Linked DNA regions of Mus musculus: region 1 is linked to region 2. Evidence: chromatin contacts called from public Hi-C data. All regions are on one chromosome and are shown on one strand. The core of a region is the stretch at or near the end of the contact, and the rest is flanking DNA. Distances in the headings are between cores, read along the strand shown. Region 1 overlaps Sox5 (SRY (sex determining region Y)-box 5). Region 2 has its middle 68 kb from the start of 4930407I02Rik.

Region 1 (2,700 bases), core at 36-2,535, 840 kb before region 2:
AAGGTCCCCAGCACATGGCATGGGGCCATAGGCACACATGACCAGAGTGTGGCATGGGGCCATAGACAGATATGACCCCCACATAGGATTGGGCCATAGACAGACATGACCAGCACATGACATGGAACCATAGATAGACATGACCAGCACACGGCATGGGGCCATAGACAGACATGACCAGCACATGACATGGAACCATAGATAGACATGACCAGCACACAGCATGGGGCCATAGACAGACATGACCAGCACATGACATGGAACCATAGATAGACATGACCAGCACACGGCATGGGGCCATAGGCAGACATGACTAGCACATGGCATCTGACCGTAGGTAGGCATGGTCACATCCTGCTGAAAACACTGTGGAAATGGCATGCACTTTGAAGAGGTTAGTGCTGGTTCCTGAGGTCATGATAGTTTACCCGCTACCTATATACCCTTGGCTTTTCAGTTTTATAGGTTAGCGTAGCGCGAATCAGGAGAAGTTTGCTTCTACTTACTATTTTTCTTTAGAACAAACTCTCAAGCAAACATTTCAGAACGACGTAGTAAGCGAAAACAACCAGCACCTGACTTTTGTTAGACTAAAATGAGACGCCCAGTCCATGATGGAGGCCCTCGCTCTGGTACACACACGAGGGAGCAGGTTTACCTGATCCAGAATATATCCCTGCTTCCCTGCCGAGTTCATTCAGGGATACAACAATAGACAGAGAACAAGTCCCCTGCTCACTAGCAACTGTGTGGATGGCAGGGAGAGAGAGCCTCGTTTATAGGATTCTACAGGCAGCTTTCATGGATGTCTCAGCTGGGTGTTTGAGAATAGGTGCCCAGCTCATGCCCTTCCCTGTCCCTCCCTACCCAACTGCTAACAGCCAGGAATTTACAGATGTGACAACTATATGTGTCTGAAGAAAAAACAAAAAGCCAAGAGACTTCTGACTTTGAAATTCCTCTAAGTTTCTCTAGCCCAGAACACACAATGACGTGTGTGTCCGGCTTCTGAATCTTAGGGTTAGAAAAAAAAAATGCTGCTCAAATTAAACCAAGGCTTGGGATTTTTGTTTGGTTTGGGTCTGGCTCCTTTGAAAAGGATTTTTAATAAAAGCCTTCTGCAGCCTGCATTGGAGGAGAGAGTTGCTGCTCTCTATAGACTTTTACTTCTGCTCTCTCTGCCCTGATCATGGGGATGCGGATGCGTGGCTGTGTTGTCTGCACAGCTCTCAGACACACAAGGAGCTGGGCATCTGGGGAGACTCGGGAGCAGAGCTCCTCCACGCTGACTCAGAGGCCCACCGTATGACTCCAGTCTGGCGCTGTCACGCCTGGTTATGGAAAGGCAAGAACAATGCCTCCCTTGAGAAAGGGGGAAAAGTCCAGCGCAGTCACAATTCTGATGTAAAATTTAAATCATCCCTCCACATCCTGTGGACTTACAGCTGTCAAAAAGGCAAGACCAGACTTAAATGGGGAAAAAAAGCATCTTATTTCCTTAAAAAGTTTGCTCTCTGTGTCTATAAATATCAAACTTCCAGATCCCAGCTCCGAACGCCACATTATTCTAAGTAATTTATAAATAATCACAACAAAAGGACTGTGACATTTTTAACCTGTAGATGGCTGAGGGTTAAACTGCTGTTTCTGTGATTAATGACTGATGGGTTACAATACATCAGTTGAGTAATTCACAACAAACGACCAGTTATGGACTGGCACTAATTTTTTTTCCATTTTTTACAGCTTCTACATTTGGTCTTTTTTTTTTTCTTCTGACAACTTAAAGGGACTGTGTCTTCATCCAGGCATCTGTGTGCTCTTTAAGATAGTTAAAGGTTAGTAAGCCCAGGGTTAGAGGATTGTTTAATCAGATGTTAAGAGTTCAAAACTGGCGTCACTGACTGTGGGAGAGGAATACAATTCTAAGAATGGTTGATGATTCAAATGAAGGCAGATTTTGTTGCCCTGTCAGGTAGAAGGTGTTCATTGCCAGGTTCTTTTCTTTTTCTTTTTTGTTTTTTGCTTGCTAATGAGTAGTAGTATTGATGCTTTTAAGAAAACAATATAGATTTCTATTGAAACATTTATTGGCCCTTTCTGGATAAAAATGGCTTTGTATTTATCATGCAACCTTTTTTTTTCCAAACTCATCTTTCTTCTTTGCTGTGACAACAGAATGAATTCCTAGATATTTTCTCCATCTTAGAGAAGGAGAGATCACATCTAGTACAGATTGGTCACATTTAATAATCTCTCTACTTTCTGAGTTTCTGTTTTAGGCATTTAACACGATTTAATTTCAAACAAATATAATAAAACCTGAAGATATTTAAACTGGCAGATCCATTCAACTAAGTAAATTAGCTTTATAGAACATGTGTTATATTACTTGCAATAAAGAAATAATGTTTCTGGGGTCAGGATTTCAAGTGGCCCAGGTTGGCCTTGGACTCGCTATTAAGATGGGGCTGACCTGGAAGTCTTGCTCTTCCTGCCTGAGGATGCTGGGATGATAGGCGTTAGCTACCAGCCAGGGTAGCATCTTGTTACTCAGAGGACTTTTGGAGTGTTCACTTGCTACTAATGCTCTAATTTTGGATTAAAATGTTTGTGGTTTGTGTTATTAATGAAACAGAAAAGAATTCAGGAAGAAGGAATCCTTATTCAAAATCTTATCGTTGCAGAATAGAATCATGT
Region 2 (2,761 bases), core at 164-2,663:
TCATTAAGTGCCTGGATGTAAACTATAGTTGTTTTTGCTATTTTTTATAATCTTTTTCTTTTTTCCTTCTTTCTTTCTTTCTCTCTTTCTTTCTTTCTTTCTTCCTTCCTTCCTTCCTTTCTTTCTTTCTTTCTTTCTTTCTTTCTTTCTTTCTTTCTTTTTTTTTTTTTTTACAGCGCTTCTCTGTGTAGCCTTTGCTGACCTGCAACTTTCTCTGTAGACCAGTCTGGCCTCAAACTCTTAGAGATCTGACTGCCTCTGCCTCCCAACTGTTGGGATTAAAAGCATGCATCACCACCACCAAACTTTATAATCTGGTTTAAAATAATTTTTTTCTATGTTTTTACTGGGGAAATCCCTTGGCTATGACCTATTCCATTTTCTTTGTAATAGCATTACTAGTGGGAGCCTGTAGGGGGCGCATCAGGGTACTCATTTCTATCCTCAGTGTTTAGTCGGGTTCGCCATTTACAGAAAGGCAGGAGGATACAGTGGGTCTTACTCATTTGAGAAAACAGGAGTTTCTCTTCCATTTCTATGAAAAGGGAAGAATAAGAGCCATCCCTTCGATCAACGGCTCTTCACAAGCTCTGCCCTTCAGAGCTGAATGCTAAAATGAATGGTAACCATTTAAACTGTGAGCCAGCATACTTCTTGGTAAACCCCTATCTTCACACACCTGCACACAGACTCGGTTTCTCTTCATGTCCTGCCTGTGTCACATTGTGTGTACATCTCTCATTCAGGACAGTTGCGGCCAGCAATCGATAGAGCTCTTTTGTCCTTTGATAGGTCCTTTATGCAAATCTCGTTAGACATTACAATGCCAAAAATAAATGCTGAGTTTGATGTATACTTTCTGCATAACCACAACGTTGGTGACTAACGCAAGCTCCTCACGCAGAAGGAATTCACCGGCCACGAGTCTCCCATTCTTTAAAGTGTGTCTAAATGAAGAGGAGTGAACCTGACAACGAACAGGAGGAAGATAAAGGATGCAGGGGCAAGAGGGAAGAGAAGGGGTAGGTATAAAAGTCCTGAGCACAAATCTACAACAGTGCGTTAAGTAAGATCAAGACAGCACCTGCCCAGCTACTGCCATCCCAGCAGCAAAACAAAAACCAGAACAAGCAGAAGCCAGAGAAGAAGCCGGTGTGTGGATGCGCTCTGTCCCCGCAGGGGTTTAGGCAGGGCTGAAGGAGGAGCGTATGGGAGGTGTTATGGTTTGAATCTGAAATGTCTCCTACAGGCTTATGCTCCGAACAGTTGTTCCAGCTGGTGTGCTATTTCGAGAGCCTGTGGAGCCTTTGCGAGGTGGAGCCCAGTTGACAGAAGCAGGTCCCCAGGGTTGAGCCGTTGAAAGGTCTCAGCCCAGACCCTAATCTGGCCTTTCTCCCTGCTTCCTGGTGTGTTGTGTAATGTGAACAGCCTCCACCACAAGCTCCTACACCCACAGTCTGAGCTGCTCTGCCAAGCTCTCCCTGCCATGACGGCCTGAAGCAATCTCAAACTGTAAGCCCTCACAACCCCTTTGGCCCTTCAGGTTGTCAGTCCTAGCAGCCTCGGTGCTGCAAAAGTGAAAGAGCTAGAACGACCAGGCAAGTACCCTTCCTTCTTCCCGCCCTGTTGGACCTTCAGGAATATAAGGAAAGAAAGGAGGTGGCCCCTTCCCTCGCGCCCCACACCTATCATCAAATCCCTGGACCAATATTGCTCATGACTGCCCCCTGCAGGCCTTAGCTGGTCTTTCCCAGCATGGGCCACTAAAAATGGAAGTCACCTCCCGCTGGATATTACGTTATGCCTGTTCTTTCCCCTAGAAGGAATAGCAACTTTCCAAAGCCAGCATCGAGGCATCTTATCTCCATCCATCCCCTAAGAGATAAAAGTCCATACTCAAAAAGAGAGAGAGAGAGAGAAGAAAAAAGCAGTTTCTTCCATCTTTCCACGCTCAAGGTCAGGAGGAGGGAAGGAAATCCTATCTTTCTCAAGAGTCTTGAAAACTAACTGTCATGGAGAGTAGTCTGACTGAATTGTGTTGTTGGCATGGACACCGCCATGCCAAGGACCCCAAAGCATCCGATCCATGGGAATAGCAAGGCCTTCCCTGGGTGGGGCTCTGAGGACTGGGAAACTTCCTTTATCCAAACATACGTGTTTATTAATGATTGACCCGTGTGTGCAAAAGCGAACAGCCACAGCTTCCTCCTCCCGATGTCTGCAGCCTGAGACTGAGAGTAAACTCCCTGACTTTCCAGGTTGCGTGGCAGTCGCCGTCCATCGCGGAGCACAGCCCACCCAAAACCAGTTTCTTTGGATGTATATCTGTCATTTCTTTATCCCTGTGTTGCCCCAAGTTGCCATGGAGGTCACAGCAAATTGTATTATACTGTGCGCCCTTCACACTCCTCTACCTATCTAACTGCTGCTCTTATGACTCAGCATGGCTTTCCTATCTCCCCTCTGCCTTCTCTCTCGGCCAGTGACTTGATTCAGCAATTCCCTGACAGCCTGGTCCCGAAATACAATTGAACAAGTCGTAGGATGGGGCTCCATTGAGGCGTCCCATGGGGAAAATGAAAATGGAAGTGCACTGGGGTCCGTTGCAACTACGAGTCTTCTGCTGGTGTCTGAGCACCCAGCCCCACCCTTCTCAGTTACGTGTTCTTCCCGAGCCGTTCCATTGGCCCTCAGCCTGTGAGGGGAGAGCACCACCAGTTAGCTCAACAGTGCACCATTGCTTAGGGATGGATCCGCCAGA

The links. A called contact is a pair of places that touch in the nucleus more often than the background predicts.
Region 1: a Hi-C map of cerebral cortex shows a contact between it and region 2, with 4 times the contacts expected there. The contact joins two enhancer-like sites.

What each region holds. Positions count from the first base shown.
Region 1 is chr6:144,164,891-144,167,590 of GRCm38.p6, reverse strand. All of the region lies in intron 1 of Sox5 (SRY (sex determining region Y)-box 5), which reads left to right. Among named protein-coding and RNA genes, the nearest start is that of Sox5, 43 kb to the left of the region's middle. Within about 2 kb of position 1,285, at least 92 of the 459 cell types and tissues checked have an H3K27ac peak or open chromatin away from gene starts, as enhancers often do. A contact at or near this core is called in cerebral cortex, where this site is marked.
Region 2 is chr6:143,326,958-143,329,718 of GRCm38.p6, reverse strand. No RefSeq gene overlaps it. Among named protein-coding and RNA genes, the nearest start is that of 4930407I02Rik, 68 kb to the right of the region's middle. Within about 2 kb of position 1,413, at least 43 of the 459 cell types and tissues checked have an H3K27ac peak or open chromatin away from gene starts, as enhancers often do. A contact at or near this core is called in cerebral cortex, where this site is marked.